Regions from separate parts of the Triticum aestivum genome. Here region 1 is linked to region 2. Evidence: chromatin contacts called from public Hi-C data. All regions are on one chromosome and are shown on one strand. Each heading gives the region's core, a stretch centred on a gene start, on an enhancer-like site or on the middle of the called end of the contact. The rest is flanking DNA. Distances are from core to core; before and after follow the strand shown.

Region 1 (3,465 bases), core at 890-3,389, 450 kb before region 2:
TAATCCAATATTGATCCAACAAGATAACGTGAGAACGCACATTCTTCCCGGTGATGCAGAGTTTGCAGAAGCTGTGGCTACAACTGGTCTGGACATTAAAATAATAAACCAGCCTCCAAATTCTCCTGATCTAAACGCACTTGATCTTGGATATTTCAGATCCCTTGAGTCTTTGACCGATTGCAGAGCACCCACGACTATCAAAGAACTGATTCAAGGTGTACAGGAAGAATTTGATGAGTATGATGCCGGGAAACTCAACAGAATATTTCTAACACTTCAGACCATCATGGTAGAGGTGATGAACCATGGAGGAGAAAATTCATACAAAATTCCACATTTGCGCAAGGAGAGATTGGAAAGGCAAGGAATCCTACCGCCTAGGATTCACTTTCCCCATGAGGTTTATGAAAATGCCATGGAGATTCTAGAACAAGATATCATGGAGTAGTGGAGTATGTCAAGACTTGCAATGCTTGCAACTTGTTGTGGAGTATGTTGAGACTTGTAGTGCTATGATGAAACTTGTTTGTGGAAGTGCATTCATGAGACTTGTATTGTTTGTGGATATGGATTATTTGTAGGTATGAAATGGATTATATTGTGTTGTTTGAAATGGAGTACTCCATATGTGTTGTTTGAAATGGAGTGTGCAAGCTTCTGAAATTATATGCAAGTTTCTTAACTTTATGGAAATTTCCAAATTTTATGTGGAAGTTTCTGTTTTTTTTAAGTTTTCCGAATTATATGGAAGTTTCTGAATTTATTGAAGTTTTCTGAATGGAGAAGAGTGGAGAGGAGAGGACAAGAGTGGAGAGGAGAGTGGAGAGGAAAGGAGAGGACAGGAGCATGCTCTACAACTACTCCATGAGCAACACTAGATTAGCTGCTTAGTCTATTTTCAATTAACAGTAAGCAAGCAACTCCAGCAAGCAATATTCTACTCCAAGTACCAAATGAAAAATTTCTACACAATCATGCTCACTAAATATTCTTCTCTAGCAAGCAATATTCTAGTTTTGCGTACTCTATTTTCAATTAACAGTAATCAAGCAAATAAACAGTGAACCATCAATAGATTCATTCCGAAACTTTCATGAGTACTCCTTGTTGGAAAGCTTGCTGGTGAATTAACAGTAAATAGTGAACCACCAGTAGGAGTAACTAGTGAAGCTTGCTGGAGTATTTTGAATCTCTGGTGAATACTCTTGCAAAAATTGACTCAGGAGCAAAGACTAAACACAAAATATGAAGTGACATCATCAGTAGTGCTCTGGTTGCTCTGTATACATCTACTACTCCCTCCATGTTCCTAATTTTTGTTCAGAACATCATTTAATTTCTGTAAATAATCATCACTCTACAGTGCATGAAGATCCTATCCCAAGTCTGTCTTAACAAAAAAGTGCAGAATTGAAATAATCATCAGAGCACACAATCTGAAGCAGAGAACACAAGCAGAGCATGAACAAGTTTTTCTTAGCATCTCTGAAGCAAAGCACACAATCAGAGCACACAAGGGGACGAAGATGAAGTCTGACCTGATCTGCAGATGAAGATGAAGTTGAAGTCGCCCGGCAGCTTGAACTCCCCCTCGCCCGCCAGAGCAGCAACCGCATCTGCAGGACCTCCACGTCGTGCAGACCTGGCAGCAGCAGCCGCATCTCCAGTACCGGTGCTCCTCCTTGCAGGTCGAGGAAGACGAGGAGCGCTAGCGTTTGTCGCCGCCGTCGTCGAGCCGGAGAACGCTGCCACCGTCGTCGAGCAGGACAAGGCTGTCTGCCCCGCACTACTGCTGCTCTTCCTGGACTTCAGTAAAAAAGCCAGCTTTGGCTTGAGCAGGAGAAGGTGGCGCATGCGAAGCCGGCGAGAGGGAGAGGCGGCGCGGGCGAAAGGGAGAAGCGGCGACGTAGACGCAGGCAAGCCGCGTGGGTGAGAGGGAGAACGGCACGGGCCAGAGGGAGAGCGGCGTGGGCGAGAGGGAGAGCGGCGCGGGCCAGAGGAAGAGCGGCGCGGGCGAGCTAGGGATTTCAGAGTGAGTGAGGAGAGGAGGGGAATCGCGAGTGAGTGAGGCGAGGGAGGGGCAAAATGGGAAACGACAAGATTTTCGTAGCGTTACGAAATTTGAACTACAATTCCTAAATCCTCTTATAAAAGTTTACGGAGGGAGTACGTAACAGACTTGAAGGCGACATGCGGCTCGGCTTTTTCGGGCGTGGTCGACGGTGCAGCCAAGTGTCGTGCCGCTGCGTCCTTTTATGGAGACTTCTTCCTGGCTTGGCTTCTCACCCATTTTCGTCAGCAAGTCTCCTGCGGATGAGAGTAAGGTGATGACCCTATTCTTGCCCTCCTCCTCCTCCACCACCGTTACTATCAGGCCTTCTTGTTTATTGATCTACTATTACTTCCTTTTCTACCTAAATCAGTTGCAATTAACAAACGTCTTCTCTCTGCTCTCCAGAGCAAGATAAGGTAGACAAAAATTCAACCAGAGTCGTGGTCAGGGAGCTGCGTGCCGTGCAGAGATGCCGACCATCATCGTCAAGGTAGACCTCGACTGCGGCCGCTGCCACGCCAAGATCAGGAAGGTGCTCGAGAGGATCAGGGGTACGTATTTCCTCGCGAGCTGTTCATGTCTCTCTTAGCTGCAACGAGGCTGAGGAAAAAATCTTTGGTTGCAGAGAAGGGTGAGTTCATCATCGACGACATCAAGTACGACGAGAAGAAGAACCACGTGATCGTGTCGGGCCCCTTCGACGCCGACAAGCTGGGCGACAAGCTCTGCTGCAAGGCGTGCAACATCATCAAGGAGATCGAGACCGTCGAGCCGATCAAGAAACAGGATCCCAAGCCTCCGCCGCCGACGGACAAGGTGAAGCCCCCGGGCCCGGGTAAGGATGAGACGGTCAAGGTGAAGCAACAGCCGCCGCCGCCGCCCCCTCCGGCGCCCAAGGTTGTGGAGGTGCCGGTGCCGTACCCGTGCCCCTACCCCTACCCGTTCCCGGCGGGGCCGTCCGGCTGCTGCTGCCACCAGGGACACGGCGGCTGCCAGTGCTCGGCGCCGGCGCCCCAGTACACCATGCCGCCGTCGTATCCATGCGGCGGCTACATGATGGTCTGCGAGGAGGACCCGTCCGGCGCCTGCACCGTCATGTGACTCGTTACGCTCTAATTCCTCGTGTATAAGCACTGTAACGATGCGCATGTACGACCGATCCCAGCGAAAATTATGCAATAAAAAATCCGCATTCGTGTAAGTGAAACTGTGAAACCAACGAGGAGGAAGACGTCAGTGGCAGCAGAGCACTCCCGCTTTGTTTATGTTGCATTCCCGTTACACTTCGTGATCTTCACCAACCCCATTTTCTTTGTTCGGGTGTTCTCATTTTTCACTTTTGCTAAACCTCATGCGTTCGAAAAAGGGTGTGTTTAGGATGGACTCAATCAAATATCAAAAGAAAAAGA
Region 2 (3,557 bases), core at 962-3,461:
GCTCAAGCATGTTTCCTCTGATTGCTGATTACACGTCTAGCTCCTTTGGTTTGAGCTGAAGCCCTGTGGTTGCTCTGCTTGCCGTTTTGTTGGTTCTGTGTGGTTTCAGCAGCTCATTTGCCTGATGTTCTGAAGACTTGTGCATACCTGGGGTGCACCAGACGCCCAAACGGCAAGTGCCCCTGTATGCCCCAATGCTAGCCCTTAAATGAATTTTTTGTGCCATAATAATCCACGGTGTGGTTTCAATGCGGCATCGTCACCCAAAAGAAAATTTTCATCGTTGTCTTTCCAACAAAAAAAAAAAGAACAACACATGTATTTCAATATTTGTTGTAGTATAGTGTCACATCGGATCCTTGGCGCAATGGTAGCGCGTCTGACTCCAGATCAGAAGGTTGCGTGTTCGATTCACGTAGGGTTCAAAATCCCGAACAAATATCCGATTTTTTTTCTTTTCTTGTAATTTAAATCCTAGACTATATGCCAAAAAGCATAATGATAGCAACAGATCATATCGGATCCTTGGCGCAATGGTAGCGCGTCTGACTCCAGATCAGAAGGTTGCGTGTTCGATTCACGTAGGGTTCAATCCCGAACAAAATATCCGATCCTTTTTATTTTTATTTTGGTCCAACAAATGAGTGCGATGTACGGCAATAGCCAAAGATCAGGTTTGGCTAAGCGTTTTTTCTGGTCCAAGAAATGAGTGCGACGTAGGTGCTGGGTAATAGCCAAAGACCAGGTTTGGCTAAGCGGAATGCCACTCATGACTCTATTTATATTTGTACTTTGAAAAGGACTCATATTTATTATAAAGTCTCATGAGAACTACTCCCTCCGTTCCCAAATATAAGTTTTTCTAGAGATTCTACTAAATGACTACATACGGAGCAAAATGAGTGAATCTACACTAAAATATATCTACATACATCCGTACGTTGTATTCCATTTAAAATGTCTAAAAAGACTTATATTTAGGAACGGAGGGAGTACAATGTATCACAAACAGAAAATAATATTAAGGTTCATAAATCAACGAAAGATCATTGTTGTTGTCAGAACGAGTCGTCGACGCGTCGTTGTCATCGTTCTTATACTAAAGCCGGCATGACCTTATTGATTACAACCAAAAATCTTTGTGCACGCGTCCCAGAGGACCACCCACATAGCCATGAATAGTCATATTTAGTTAAAAACGTGCGCAACACTTTTTATTTTGTTTCAAGGCAGACATAGAAGAAGTGCATCACAAATCTCCATAAAATGCGTATCCATGGATGGTGTAATTGATATGGTCGTCCATCCACAGATTGGGCAAAGGTTTTCGTCTGCATAGCATCACTCTTTATAGCCTGAATGCTTGACGATGCTAGCTATTAGAAAAAAACTTCTACCAATGAGAAAGAAAAAAAAATGCTTTTATTACCTTTTTTGGGAAACTATCATCTTATTCTTCAATCATGACAGTAGTACAATGAACATCATAAAAAATGAAAATTACACCCATAGTCAAAGACCACCTAGCGACGACTGCAAACACTGAAGTGAGTCGAAGGCGCGCCGCCGTCATCGCCCCTCCCTTGTCAGAGCCGGGCACAACTTGTTGTAGCAGATAGTCGGAAAGTTGTCGTGCTAAGTCCTCATAGAACCAACGCACCAGAACAGCAACCGTCGCCGATGAGAAGAAGCTCAGATCGAAAAGATCCAACCTGAAGACACATGAACAAAGACTGGATCCGAGCCGATCCATCAAAGACAACCATCGACTAAATCCACGAAATCCGTCGGAGACACACATTCACAAGGCCTCCGACGATGCTAAACACCATAATATAAATGTGTTTTCTTTTACATATTTCCGCCGTCCCTAAAAAAGTTTGTGTTAGGTTTGTGTAGATACGAACGTGGTATCTAGAGCTTTTTGCATAGAGTTGACGCTTACGCTTAAAATCAACCCCCCCCCCCCCCCCCCCCCCCCCCCCCCCAAACCAAAATCAGACCCCGTTCTAGCACGACCGCAACACAGAGAGTATCCGGTGTGTGTCCGTGGGCCGCCACGCCACGTCCACGGTCAAAGCCCCCAGCAGTCTACAGACTGCTGCGTCGACCGAACCACGTGGTCAGAAGCGTCCGCCCGGGCAGCCTTTTTCCGCTTTTCTTTCCTTCCCCGCTCCGCCTCGGCTCGTCAGTTTCCGGTGTTCCCGCTTCCTACACACACGCGCACAGCCCCCCCCCCCCCGGGTCTCCTCTCCTCTCCACCGCCGCTGCCCCATTTCCATTTCCGTTCCCGTCTCCCCCTCATCTCGCCCCAGTCAAAATCCACCTCCTCTCGCTCGCCACGCCACCGCTAAACCCTCGCTCACGCCGCCCGCTTCCTCCATCCCCCCTCCCTCCTCGCCTCGCCCGGCCGCTCAATCTCCTCCGTCCTCGCTTGGTTTCGGCAGCAATTAATACCCGTCGCCGTCTCCGTCGGCCCGAGATCTCCAGGGTTCAGGTCCGAATCTGCTTCCCCCGGTTTTTTCGCTGCCGTGTCCTGATATTTTGTTCGCCGTGTGGTTCGAATCGGTGATGCATCTAGCGAGGGATGCTCCCCGGCCGGTTCCCTGCTCGCGCCCGCCGCGGTTCAGCGGGAGGTTTCTCTAGGGTTTATCGCACCGCGATGTCGGGGGCTGGGAGTGGGATCTCGCGGTGCTTCATCCGCGAGCTGGGGCCGGTTGGTTATTTTGGTTCAGTGCGTTCATCCGGTTTCTGGGCGGTGAGGTGAGGTGCGGGTTTATTGTCGGGAATGCAAACACCGCGGCCGTGCGTTTCTGCGTGCGATTAATCCGGGGGTTTGTCTCGCGTGAGATCTCAACCTGCAAATGCGTTTGAGCGCGCACATGCCTAGCACCGTGCATATGGCTAGCGGTTTGGTGATTGCGCGGATTAGTACTGGCTAATGACAGCTTTGCCATGCCAGATTGGTAACGTTGATGTACTGGTGTTTGGCCCCGTGGTTTATTGGATACAACGTGTCTGCATTTGGGGGGTTAATCAGTCAGGTACTATTTGCCCAGGCTTCATGGTTCGTCGTCCTGCGAGCAGAGCATTTGTGGTCGCTGCGTCTGATTGCCGATCGCGTGCATATCTTGCAGTTCATCACGCACAACAAAGGCTTTTCACCGTGCACTCTTCTATTCCGTATCCATTTCTTGAGATAGCGGGTGACAAATCTGTATCAATACATATTTACCCTATCTAGTTTGTATATACCATTAAAAGTCTAATATAAAAGCATTCATATGAGTTGCTGATTGGTACTAACCATTTTTTAGAAAAGGATTGGTACTAACCATACCATGCGATTTTTTTTGGAGCTAAATGAATAAAGAAATGCCCTCTATGCAAATTTAACCTGCATAACAGTTCATTCCATTCTGACACATGTGTTGTGTTTTGTCATATGGTAGAGATCACTGTGCCACATGTCCTTGATATTCTCCTTTATTTGACTTGTTAACTGAAGAATATCCAGCAGAATTTTATTTCCATCCACTCCATGCCATTTTTAGTTT

The links. Hi-C and Micro-C count contacts between places; a contact is called where the count stands out from the background.
Region 1: a Hi-C map of leaf shows a contact between it and region 2, with 4 times the contacts expected there. The contact joins the promoter of LOC123165390 here to the promoter of LOC123169262 in region 2. A contact is called at or near these places in 2 of 5 Hi-C or Micro-C datasets (both in leaf).

What each region holds. Positions count from the first base shown.
Region 1 is chr7D:139,962,044-139,965,508 of IWGSC CS RefSeq v2.1, reverse strand. It overlaps LOC123165390, which reads right to left and starts at 2,139. Exons shown (of 3, transcript XR_006482956.1): 1 at 1,542-2,139. LOC123165389 (protein PYRICULARIA ORYZAE RESISTANCE 21) reads left to right here and starts at 2,242. Exons shown (of 3, transcript XM_044583024.1): 1 at 2,242-2,327; 2 at 2,462-2,607; 3 at 2,682-3,257. The coding sequence starts at 2,526. The coding sequence ends at 3,157.
Region 2 is chr7D:139,513,556-139,517,112 of IWGSC CS RefSeq v2.1, reverse strand. It overlaps LOC123169262, which reads left to right and starts at 2,211. Exons shown (of 7, transcript XM_044587093.1): 1 at 2,211-2,497. It overlaps TRNAW-CCA (transfer RNA tryptophan (anticodon CCA)), which reads left to right and starts at 520; the gene lies at 520-591. TRNAW-CCA (transfer RNA tryptophan (anticodon CCA)) reads left to right here and starts at 354; the gene lies at 354-425.